Linked DNA regions of Pan troglodytes: all the other regions are linked to region 1. Evidence: chromatin contacts called from public Hi-C and HiChIP or PLAC-seq data. All regions are on one chromosome and are shown on one strand. Each heading gives the region's core, a stretch centred on a gene start, on an enhancer-like site or on the middle of the called end of the contact. The rest is flanking DNA. Distances are from core to core; before and after follow the strand shown.

Region 1 (4,120 bases), core at 1,172-3,671:
GCGGCACAAAGCCACTTACATAGATTGTGCTGGCGTCTCCGGTAGACTCCATGTCATGAAACCAAACGGAAACATTGTAGTCCTCCCTTATTGGAAGTCTCATCAACGCTTGACTCACTTACCACTCCCTTTTGTAACATTCCCTTCCACGGCTTTCACCACACATCCTCCCAGTTCTCCTCCCTCCTCCCTCGCCACTGCTTTTCAGTCACCTTTGCCAGTGTAACCTTCTCTTCAAAAAGACGGAAGTTTCTAGAGGGTTAATCTCCGCGCCTCTCCTCCTCCTGCCCTCAATCTCTGCCTAGGTCATCTCGTTCTTGATCATTGTTTCAACTATCTATATATTGATGACTCTTACTTTTTTTTGGCATAAAGACAAACTTTATTGAGCCCCTTAGCACTAGTTCTCTTTCTCCTGCACAGTCTTGGTTCCCCAGAGACGTCCAGTCTGGCGGGCAGCAATGAGACCCATTTTGCAGCCAGCAGGGTCATCTCTGAGATGGCGGAGGGGATGCCGATGTGCTGGTGGTTGCCACCTCCAAAAGGATGCTCCATAGGGTTCATGGCCACATCCCATACTCGTGGCCACCAGTTCCTCTTTGCCTTATATTTGTGGTAGGCTTGGCAAGCCTTCAAGATGGGTTTGTCAGTTCGGCCACCTCCAGCCACCACACCAGCCACAGCTCTGTTGGCTGAGGAGATAACCTTCTTGGAGCCAGAGGGCAGCTTCACACGGGTCTTCTGGTCTCAGGGTTGTGGGAGATAGCAGTGGCATAGTTCCCTGATGCCCAGGACAGCTTGCTACGGCCTCCAGGTTTCTCCTCCAGGCAGCACTCGATCATACCCTCAGGCATGGTGCCCACAGGGAGCACACTGCCAATGTTGAGCTGGGCCTTCCTGCCGCAATACACAAACTGGCCCGCCCGTGTGAATGCCCTCGGCAGCAATGAAAAGCTCCGTCCGCTTCTTAAACCAGTACGGATCGTGGAAGACCACCTTGGGGAGGGGCGCGCTGTGGCCCGGGTTGTGGATGATGGGTGACTCTTAAATTTAAATCTGGCTTAAATCTCTCTTTTAGTCTGGGGACCCGTGTACCCCTACGCATGGCATATCCACTGGAAAATCTCACGGACACCTCAAACCCAACAAGGCGACAGCCTAATTTATAAATCCACCTCCGAATCCAGTTCTCTACCTCTGTGAACAGTGGCAGTATCCCCCTAGCTGTGCAAGCCCGGGACCTGGGAGGCATTCCTGACACCTCCCTGACCTCCCTAGTCCAATGAATCACCAAGGCCTGTCACTGTTTCCCTCTCATCTCTTGACTCTCTCTGAATTTGTGCCATAGCACAGTTCACCTGGACCAGCACGAGACTCTGGTGACCCCCTGGATTTCTACAATTCATTCACCTGACAGTGGCCACAGTGATCTTTGTAAAATGTGAAACTAATCCTGAACTTTGCTTAAACCCATCAACAGCTTCCCCCACACATAGGATAAACACAAAAATACTTAGAGCATAGGAGAGAGTTTGCAAGGCCTGAAGACGAAACTAGAAAGAGAGGCTGGGGACAAAGTGTGAAGGGTCTGACACACCACGGGAAGGGGTTTGGGCTCCCATGTGGTCCAATCTGGTAGTCACTAGTCACATGAAGCTTTTCAATTTTAAATTCATTAAAATTAAATTAAAAGTTCAGTTCCTCAATATCATTAGCCACATTTTAAGTGCTCACAGTGGCTGCCATATTGGATAGCATAGCTGTAGACTATAAATTTAATGGGAGAACAACACGGTCTACTCGGTGTGGTGGGAGCGGGGTAGGGCATGAGGTCAGGAGAAAAGATAGAGGATATCAAAGATGACCCTATGAGTGAGGCTACTGATGCTGTGGACGTGCTTGGGAAAATAGGTGGAGAATTAGGTTTGAGGCAGAAAATAGTGTGATAAAAACAAGTTTGTATATGCTTTCATTTAAATAGCTACAGTCACATTGTGTCCAGGAGAGAATTACAAATCCATGCTTGCGATTTCAGAGAAAGTTGAGGATGGAGATAAAAGCAAGGGAACCACTAGCTCAATGGGTGTGACCAGATAATTCACTGGAAAGAACATGGACACCAAGGCTTACTGAGCTGAGCTGGAGAAATACAGCAGTTACATGAGGCAGTACACGTCCACACCACACAGTGGCGCACTTGCAGAGTGCAAGGAAACGTTAGACCCAGAGGCGCCTGCCTGTACTCAGCCCCAGCCTGGGTGTACATGGAAAATGTGGGCAATAAAGCTGGGCTTATTTCAGCCTATTTTACATCTTAACCTTCAGTCTTTCCTTCCCGCTTTTCCCCCTCCTCCCTGGGTTTGGATTTTTAGATCTGAGGCCTGAAATCCCAGGGGGTGGAGCTGATAGGCCAGGTACTAGCTACAGAGACCCTGCCTCTCCACTCCCTACATACATGCCTCAGCCCTCAGGCCAGTTTCCCAACCAGCCTCTGTACTTCGTTGAATATTGTTGTTTAATTTACTCCGATTTGAAAATAAATAAATAAATAAATAAATAACATTTTATATGACATTTCGCTGAGAAGCAAAAAAAAAAAACAACCAAAAACCAAAAACAAACATTGGCAGAATATGAAAACACAGATGGCAAGGCCCTAGAACTTCAACCTAAAATATCACAATTCTATGTAATAAAAAGCAAACGACAAGTTTGTCAGTTCCAGAAACAGAAACTTAGGCTTAGAATGATCTGTGCTTCTAATAGGCTTCCTAGTCATTGTTCAATGGTCATAATTTTCTTACCTGATATTTAAAAACTATTAGCTTATAAGCATTCTTACACCCTATACCTTTCTTTCATTAATACAGTCATATTATTCTCTTACCAAAGCTTTCATCCTATTTAACTTTAATTTCAAGGATCTTCCTCCTATTTTTTTTCTACTTTAAAAGAATTCTTCTTATACTCCTAAAGTTTTTGCACAAACTTCCAAACAGGAAAACTTACCCGTGGTTACAGGGAATGTGGTGGTGACAGGCTGTTCTGTAGTTGTAGGCAGTTTTTTTGGCCTGAATTTGTAGTGACCAATAAACCCATCTGCAGTTAAACTTAAGTCTGATAAAAACTGAATAAGAAGTTCATTTCTCTCAGATACAATTGGCCTAAAAAAAGAAAAATGTGTTTTTTTATAAATACTTAAAAGTGGTGCCTCTCTGAAAATGTAAAATTTTCTAGTTTTCCATTAACTTCTGACAATAGATTACCAGTTGTTTAAACTTAAAAGTTAAAACGTTTAAAAATACCAATTCTAATAGCTAACATTTACCAAGTGTTTGCTCAGCTAGGCACTGTGCTTTATGTGAATTGTCACATTCCACCTTCACAACAACCCTATTTTTATCTCTTTTTTTATGGAATAGGCAACTGAAGTTCAGAGAGTTCAAGTGATTTACTCAAGGCCCTATAGCTAGTATGTTGGGAGAGTCAGAACTTGAACCCAGGACCAGATAACTCTAGAGACTGTGGCAGACGTTGGGACATGGCTGGTTTTCAAAAAGCACCTCATGATCTGCCTGATTGGGAAAAGGCAGATTCTCTGAACTAAGACTCTTGCGTTCAAGCTGGCCTGGGTTTGCCATGTTGGCTACAGAGCATAAAATGGACAAATCTGGTGAACAAATTCCCACACTCTGTAAAGATGCAGCCAGAGGGATTATCTCAGTGGACTGATTATCTTTTCTATCCACTCCGGGCTAAGAAAGCCATGCAAAGGACTTCCATTTCATTTTCAATGGCAGTTCTTCGGTATGCCTGAAATGGAAACATTTCTATTATAATCTCCATTAGCAAAATGCTGTAAAGGAAAAAAAAGAAAGTGATGAATCTGTTTTGGTGTTCATAAACGGCATCGATTAAGAGCTCTAATTTTAGGAGCTTCCTGGTTAGCTGGCACTAAAGATTTAGTGGAGATGATAAGTGAGGCTCAAAAGCTCTCTAAAATCTTAGGGGATTACTACATTACACAAGATAGTTTCATTTAAGTTTTGCTATTGTTATTTACATAATGGTTAAAAAAATGCTGTCTGATTAATTCTGTTTAAAAACTAATTCAGAAGTA
Region 2 (3,996 bases), core at 983-3,482, 170 kb after region 1:
AAGCCATCTGCCTGCCTTGATCTGCCCGCCTTGGCCTCCCAAAGTGCTAGGAGTACAAGCCTGAGCCACTGTACCTGGCAATGATTTTGAATTTTTAAAAGCGTACTTAACCCTTAATAAAGGCCCGTATTATTTCTAGTCACATCACATTTGTCTGACTTGCTTTGGGGCTTACAATATAAAAAAGAAGAGAGGAAAGAAGTCTGCATTCTTTTGTTTTTGACTCTTTAGGAGTATTTAGTAAAAATTATTCTTAAAATAAGTAGGACTTTGGGGATTTGACTGAAAAGCTACACATATTCACTTTCTAGTGACAAAATCAGCCTGTGGCATTGTCAGAACACCACAAGGCATACCCAGTCCCACTTCTCCTCTTCATCTCAGCTGATGATTTCACTTTCTAATCCTATAAACAGTTAAGATCTAGGCTGGGTGCGGTGGCTCACGCCTGTAATCCCAGCACTTTGGGAGGCCGAGGTGGGTGGATCACGACGTCAGGAGACGGAGACCATCCTGATTAACATGGTGAAACCCCGTCTCTACTGAAAATACAAAAAATTACCCGGGCGTGGTGGCGGGCGCCTATAGTCCCAGCTACTTGGGAGGCTGTGGCAGGAGAATGGCATGAACCCAGGAGGCGGAGCTTGCAGTGAGCCAAGATCACGCCACTGCACTCCAGCCTAGGCGACAGAGCGAGACGTCTCAAAACAAACAAAACAAAACAAAACAAAACCCTGTTAAGATCTAGCGTGCTGAGCTCTTCAAAGTGGTAAAGTATAGGTTCCTTGGAAACAGAAGGGTCTCTGATTTAGGATTGGTGGGGAGGGAGGACTGTAAGCCTTCCTGGAGGAAGGGACATCTTTACCCAGAGTAGAGTTGGATTAGACTTCAATGAGAGGGCAGGGCAAGGTTGAGGGAAGAGGCCCAGAACTGAAAAAGTATGACAGAATCCAGCAGTAGAAGTAAATTCCATTGGGTTGGAGGGTGCAAGTCATTCTAATTTCATGTGTAGCACTTGTCACTTTCAGATCATTTCTTGTTTACTGTCTGTTCTTCTACCCTCATACCCTCACAGAGAATAGGAGGCCTGGCCTGCTGATTCCTTAGTGGCTGGCATCTATGTCTGTTAATCTTTCTTGAGGGCCAGCCTTGTGTCAGATCCTGTTCTAAGTGCTTCCCTCGCTCCCCACCCCCGCCATTCAACAAAATTCTACTTCTTCAGAGCTGGTTCAAATGCTTTCTTCTCTATGACCACCCCCCTGCCCCGCCCCGTCTCTTTTCCTCACTCCTACTCTCAGAATTAATTACTTCTTTCAGAGGTCCCTCAGCTATTGATCCTTCCTTGCAGCATCAATTATGCATAGTGTCAGTTTGCGGTTTCCTTGTCTCCTCCATTTCTCATTAAGTTTTAAATCATATGAAGACAGTGCATGTTTATCTGTCTCTGTAAGCCCTACAACACTTTGGGCAGGCTTTTACACACAAAACGGGGCTCAAAAATATTTTGAATAAATGATTTAGGGAGAGGTCCACAAACGCCCTCCACTCCCACCCTAGTCCTCAGAGCAATACTTTAAAATAAAAATCTGACCATTTCAACCTTGTTAAAGGCCGATCTTCATTCTGAGAACAGAATTCTAACTCCTAAGCACGATGGTGACCTCAGGGCGCTGTGTGAACCTGCACCCGCACCCCTGTCCAACCACGTCCCTCCCCACACCTGGTCTAATAAAACGACTGCTTTAGGTGACCTGCACGATCGGCTGTACTGATTCATGCCACAGGCTTTTACCTCAATTACTCCCTCCGTCTGGAATGTCCTTTCTTTCCTTGCCTGGCCTGATTCAGGCATGGCCTTCTCAAGCAAGCTTTCCGTCTTTGAATCTAGGCCCTGATTAAGAACTTTTTAAAAAAGTACTAAGTTCAGAAAAGTTTAATATGGTGTTCCCCCATTTATGTGATTAAAAATGAAAACAATACTAAAGTGTAAAATGTAATCTTTAAAATGTCACACAACTTTACATGCATGCTAGATTTAGAATACCGTCTGTATTTACGATTTTCTCTTATTGACTGTCTCCACGCGCACCCACTCTGCAGACGCCCTAAAGAGTGTCTATCGGATCACCCTCAGGTTGGGTCAAACGCTCCTCTTCTCGGCTTTTCGGGAGCAACCCTATCTCAACATTCACCATCTTAAGATGAGCAGACTGCAAGTTTGCCTCTCCCACCAGCATGGGAGCTGCCGAAGCGGCAAGAACAGCGTTTCCGTCCACCGAGCGCCAGGTCACCAGTCAGCTCCAGTCCTATTTTGAGTTGAAGTAAAAGCTCCTCCCTAGATGGCCAGTGCACGTCTTTAAAAAGCGACTCCTTTCCCACAAAGGAAATACGACTGGTTCGCATCTATCAAGGGTTGGCGTTGGGATAAGAGAGTGAAGTATCAGCTGGCCCTGGACAAGGAGATTCTCTGAATTCCCGGACCCAATAACGCGACCAAGCACCGTGACTCCCAGGAAAACTAGCGGAGTGAGCGCGGCGGAGGAAATTACTGACACCGGAAGTCACGTGAGCGGCTGCCCCTAAGGTCGCTATCTCGACAGTCGACTATTCAGCCTCGCAGGCTCCTCTGGCGGGCTTCACTGAGATCCGCTGTTTCGGTGCTCGACTCGCCCGTGCTGCTGCCGCCGCCGAAGGAGGGGCAAAGCTCAAGATGGCGGACAAAACGCCAGGCGGATCTCAGAAGGCCAGTTCAAAGGTAATTTCTGACAAAATTTCGTAAGTCAGCGGGTCTGCCACTGTCGTCTGGGGCCCACAGACGCTTCTGGCCTGTGAGAGGCGATTGGGATTGGGGTCTGCATTCTAGTCGCGACGGTAGGCCCGGGCGCCGCCGCACCGTGGTGCGCAGGTTGAGAGGCCTGGTATCTCCCCATAGTCCCAGCCGGGATTCAGCTCGAGACTGGCGTGCCCAGGGGGTGGAGGCGTGAGTGCTTCGGCCCGCGCTTGGCATTGGAGTGAAATCAGGAATTCAGATTGAGGTCCGAAGCCGTGAAAACGCTCTCCTGTATCTCAGCTTCCTGCGCCCTGAGACCGCCAGACAGCGCCTGGGAGAGAGGCGGGAATCGCTTCCCGGTGCTTAAATGTCTGCAGCTTTTTTCTCGGTTTTGGATCTCACTCACTTCCGGCCTCCCTCAGTTTCCCTCCAAGGAATGAATAACCTCTAGGGTCGCCAGCTGTGAGGGGAGGACCACTAGGGCAAAGACGCGGAGTGGGAAATGCAGAGGCGGGAGCAGCTTTCCTTTGCAGTGCTGCATAGCCAAGGTTAATGTACACTCTACACGTGGTCCTTACCTTAACGGGAAGTAAAGAGCACTTTTGAGGGTAGAGGACTCGTGGTCTCTTTCTTCATGTTGAAGAAACAGTGAAAAGAGAAGCTCCGTAGACTTGTAAGCTACATACGATTAGTAAATTGCATTTGTGTTTACAGGGAACCCTGGGCACGTATTGTGAAACCAGTGAGCTGTGGTAGTAGTTAAGCATTAGTACGGTTGGGTTCTTAGTTGCCATCTTGGGCGGAACATTTAATCGGTTTTTGGTTTGGGTTTCTGGTCTCGAATATATTAAAAGTAATTGGTACTGCCACGAGGTAGTTAAACTTTCCGATGCTGATGCAAGAAGGTGTGTAACACTTTCAGGTGCTAGGGACTGTTACATCTTAAAGAGTGTGTGACTGTAAATCGGCTATTAGAAAGTTAAATTTACGGTAGGAGAGAAGCTTGCGTTTACAGTTGTGAGAAACATCATAACTCGTTTTCTACTTGCTTTCTCTAATCCGACTGTTTATGCCATTTGGTGAACGATGTACACCAAAATAATTAGTTCATAATTAGTAATTGTCTTAACAGACATCGTTTAGTTACATAGAAACTTTGGTGAGGGGCCAGTTTCGGCTTCTTTACAAGGTATTGTGTCAGTTTTTTTTTTTTCCCTCCTCAGTAC
Region 3 (4,149 bases), core at 835-3,334, 250 kb before region 1:
GTAATAGTTCAGGTAAGAAATTCTGGTGGTAGCAGTGGAGACAGTGAGAAGTGTTAGATTCTAGATGTATCTTAAACATATGGTTGTCAGAACTAACTTATGGATTATTAAGGGACAAGGGAAAAAAACCAAGGATGACTCCTAGGCTTTTGGTTGGCATATTTACGATAACACAGGAGAAGGAACAAATTCAAGGGCGCAGTAAATCAGGCGTTCTGCTTTGGATATGTTAATTTTCACTTCCCAGTGTGGATGTTGAGTAAGCAACCTAATATATATCTCTGATCTAGAAATATAAATTTGGGAGTTACCAGCATATGGATGACATTTAAAGCCATGAGATTAGGTAAGATTACTTGGGAAGACAGCACAGATTAAAAGAGGGCCAAGGACATAGACTGAAAGCACATGTGAAAATAGTTAAGAATGACTTCTGGATTTCCAGTTTGGAGAAATAAGTGAATATGGTGCCATTTACTGAGATATCTCTACTTCAATGAATAAGAGAAAAATAATTTTTTTAATTTAAAAAAAGAAAGCTTGTGAAAGCTAGGACATGTGGGGAATTTGTATTGGATATGCTGAACCTTAACTACACATAGGACACTCAGTGAAACTACCAGTATACAGTAAATATACAATTCTATAGAAGACATGATTTGGAGAAACATATTAGGAGTCATCAAATAGCAGATTATAGTTGAAGGCAGGAGAGTGGAAAGGTCATTTAGCAAGATTATGCAGAGCAGACTGCTAATAGCAAAAAAACAATAGGACAAAATTTATCTGAGGGACTGAGGAAGAGCAGCCCATAAATTAGAACACTAATATCTCTTTTTATTTCAGTAGTCTAATTGCCATAGTCAATTAAGAGGAAACATTTTGGAAGAAAAGGCCTTGAAAGCTTGAATCTGAAACCTAGCTCTGATATCTGCTAGCTGTGCCTTTGGTTCTTCAACTTCTCTGTCCCTTTTTCTTAAACAGTGGTAACACTTGTTCCATTCTATGTCATGGATATACTATGAAAATTGATTAGCTTTTTTGATTCAAGTAGTTGTAATGAAAAAGCCATGACAATTAAAAACTATTAGACAACTCTCTGTGGGTCAGTTTTTCTATTCTTTCTCTTGGAATAGCTACAAATAAATGAAAGGTAACATAAACTCTACTGATGAAACCGACAATATATAATCCAAGAACCAATTATTTTTATTAACAGGACTCACGGAGGAAGACAGAAGAGGGAAGAGAAGTATTAACCAGTTAATTCTACTTTAAAGCAAAGTGGCAAAAATATACTCAGCTTCACAATGAGCCTGAAAGATGAAATTTGTAAACCAACTTCCTACAATGATCACTTTTCTTCCTCTTCTTTTAGAGAGGTAGAAGTTATTTTATAAACTAAACACAAAGTATACTTGCCACAGATAAAAAGTGGAAAAAATTCACACACTCAAAAATAGTGATGCAGTTACGACAAGAATGGTCCCTTCATTTATCTTTTTATTCATATATTGAGACTAAATTATTTGGATGGCCAACCAGTGGAAATGAACACAACTGCGCTGCAAAAAGAAAGAGAAGTAGCTATCCCATTGGCTTAATGTCAGCTTTGACTTTGTGTGGAAAGTTTTCAAACAGTTTAAGAAATTGGGAAGCAGTTATTCCAAATGATAATTTAACTGCGGTAGCAGCACAAGCTTATTTATTTCTTGTTCGCAGTAGTGTAGAATTAAAACAAACAAAGCAAAACAAGCTCTACCGAGTCTTTAGGCCTGGTTCAGGGAAGCCTGCCTGTGTATTGAAGAGGTGTGAGAGCCATCAACACCTCTCCCTCCTTGTGGTAAGATACTGGTTTTCATGAGGTTTACAGACAACATTCATTTGCAAATGAAATATTAAATTGTCTCCAAATTTTGGCAACACTCTGTGCACGCTGAGATTTTGTGGACCCAGGGGTCTATCTCTCCAATTTCTGACTAAAATAACGGATCGGGAACTGGACGATCAATACGAGGGAGGTTACATCTTCAATATGTACTATGACTTCACTTCAAAGAAAAAAACTGCCTTTTCCAGCAAGTGATGTCACTTGCAGAAAATGAGAAGCGGTGATTTTCTTTCAAGGGCAGTTTGGGGACAAAATGTAAGGCTAAAAACCAATTCCTCCACGAGTGATCACAAAGAACAGAAACTGATGGGTCAAGTCCCTCGTCTAAGGAAAAAGATTTTCGAGAAGAAAATGAGTGTAGAAAAGTGACCAGAAAGCGATCAGCAGGGACTCTTCCTCCAGCTGCAGGAAGCAAACTCTCGATCGGGGTGAGTGGTAAACCAGGGCCGGCAGACGCCTCTCTCCCCCACGGACCGGCTTCCCGCAGGTTTGTGGCGACTGCCCCATGTCCTATCAACGGGCACTCTGAGGGAGAAGCGCCCAAATCAGCCACGGAGCATCTCCACAAGGGCCGCAGCGGGGGCTTAGGGGATCCCAGCCATAGCGCAGCAGGGGAGGGGAGAGCACGTGAAACCCAAGCCGGAATCAGCGGAGGAGGATGCAGGACCCAGGCTGGGCCTAGCCCTACCTGCCCAGCTCCCGCAGGGCGGGGATCATGGAAGCCAGCTCCAGGCCATGTTCCCCCATGCTGAGGCTGCGAGGCACTAGTCAACCACGCCAACGCGGGTTCCCGGCGTCTCCAAAGCTACCGCTGCCGGAAGAGCGCGGCGCCCGACGGAGCCGTGTGGAGGCCAAAACTCCTCCCGGAAGCCGCTACTGGCCCCGCTTGCCAGGCCCAGCGTCTTTTCTGCATAGGACCCGGGGGAAGCCGGGAAGCCGTTAGGGGGCGGGGCAAGCGGGCGGGCGGGCGCGCGTCGGTCAAGTTTCCCGGGTCGCGTCAGGCTTCTTTCTCAGCACCGAGCGAGCGACGTTCGTGAAGCTTTCGTTTTGAGCGGCCAGACACTGCTGTTCTCAAGCCTGGGAGGCACAGCGAAGCAAGACTTCCGCATCGGGGGAGGATAGGGCTTGAGGCCCGCCAGCCCAGACTCGCTTCACAAATGTGAGAACTATGACAGTTCAGCGAGTAAAGGCCAAGAGTAGACTCCAGGTTTCCCCAGAGTAACGCTCTCACATTTTAAAAGTTCCTCACGTTCCCACCGCTCTTGTCCCTCTTTCTGAGAGATACAGGCCAAAAGGTGGGCTCTCCCTGTTTTTTTCCTTTTAAGCATTTTTTTTCAACTTGAAGTCACTGTTAGGTTTCGTTGAGGACCCTACCAACTTTTAATATTTGAAAATGGGGTTGGATTATATTTGTGTCTCATCAAATCAGCAACAGTACTGTGTGTGGAAATGCCACCATTACGGGCATCCACAACCTGTGATTTAATTTTTAAAGTAAATCAATGGATTTTGGCAATACACATTTTCTAGCTCAACTCAATTTATTGGAAAGATGACCACCATAAGAGATTGTTGACATGTCAAAGTTATGTAGTTAATCACTCAAAGTCATGCAGTATGTTTACATTTGTTCTTTGGTACATGAGGATAGTTAACCGATACAGTATCTTAAAGAAAAAAGTGATGGAATGACAGCCAAATATGCTCTTGCCTCAAGAACTTTGCATTTGCTGTACTCTCTGCCTTGAACACCACTCTGTCATTGCCCTTTTTCCTTCAGGTGTTTGCCAAATTAACACCGAAGAGCCTCATGTAGACTAACATATATACACACTCTGTCTCACCCTCTTTTTTTTGTTAGATACATTGTCTTACTCTGTTGTTCAGGTTCTAGTGCAATGAATGTTGCAATCATAGCTTACTGCAGCCTCAATCTCCCAGGCTCAAGCGATCCTCTCACCTCAGCCTGGGCTCAATTGATCCTCCTGCCTCAGCCTCCTGAGTAGCTGGGACTACAGACATGCCACCACGCCTGGCTAATTATTTTTTGTAGAGACAAGGTCTTGCTATGTTGCCCAGGCTGGTCTCAAACTCTTGGCCTCACACGCTCCTCCCACCTCAGCCTTCCAAAGTACTAGAATTAGAGGTGAGAGCCACCACACCCGGACATACTATATTATTGTCTCTCTCCAGTTAGAGTGTAAGCTCTTGGAGAGCAAGGTCTTGTCTATTTTGTTCACTCTCAGATACCCAGGACC

Evidence for each region. Hi-C and Micro-C count contacts between places; a contact is called where the count stands out from the background. HiChIP or PLAC-seq counts read pairs in DNA pulled down with a chosen protein or histone mark.
Region 2: an H3K4me3 HiChIP or PLAC-seq map of stem cell-derived excitatory neurons shows a contact between it and region 1, with 5 times the contacts expected there. The contact joins the promoter of U2SURP here to the enhancer-like site in region 1. A contact is called at or near these places in 4 of 7 Hi-C or Micro-C datasets (induced pluripotent stem cells, a lymphoblastoid cell line and stem cell-derived neural progenitor cells), 1 of 1 datasets of contacts at active chromatin or transcription factors (stem cell-derived excitatory neurons) and 1 of 1 other capture datasets (stem cell-derived neural stem cells).
Region 3: a Hi-C map of induced pluripotent stem cells shows a contact between it and region 1, with 2.2 times the contacts expected there. The contact joins the promoter of PLS1 here to the enhancer-like site in region 1. A contact is called at or near these places in 2 of 7 Hi-C or Micro-C datasets (induced pluripotent stem cells and stem cell-derived neural progenitor cells) and 1 of 1 datasets of contacts at active chromatin or transcription factors (stem cell-derived excitatory neurons).

The regions. Positions count from the first base shown.
Region 1 is chr2:146,035,535-146,039,654 of NHGRI_mPanTro3-v2.0_pri, forward strand. It overlaps PCOLCE2 (procollagen C-endopeptidase enhancer 2), which reads right to left. Exons shown (of 9, transcript XM_516795.8): 6 at 3,010-3,164. It also overlaps the pseudogene LOC107970427. Among named protein-coding and RNA genes, the nearest start is that of PCOLCE2, 61 kb to the right of the region's middle. Within about 2 kb of position 2,422, at least 9 of the 24 cell types and tissues checked have an H3K27ac peak or open chromatin away from gene starts, as enhancers often do. A contact at or near this core is called in induced pluripotent stem cells and stem cell-derived excitatory neurons, where this site is marked.
Region 2 is chr2:146,208,295-146,212,290 of NHGRI_mPanTro3-v2.0_pri, forward strand. It overlaps U2SURP (U2 snRNP associated SURP domain containing), which reads left to right and starts at 2,233. Exons shown (of 27, transcript XM_063807232.1): 1 at 2,233-2,755. The coding sequence starts at 2,711.
Region 3 is chr2:145,787,061-145,791,209 of NHGRI_mPanTro3-v2.0_pri, forward strand. PLS1 (plastin 1) reads left to right here and starts at 2,085. Exons shown (of 16, transcript XM_054681122.2): 1 at 2,085-2,319. ATR (ATR serine/threonine kinase) reads right to left here and starts at 2,870. Exons shown (of 48, transcript XR_008547125.2): 1 at 2,580-2,870.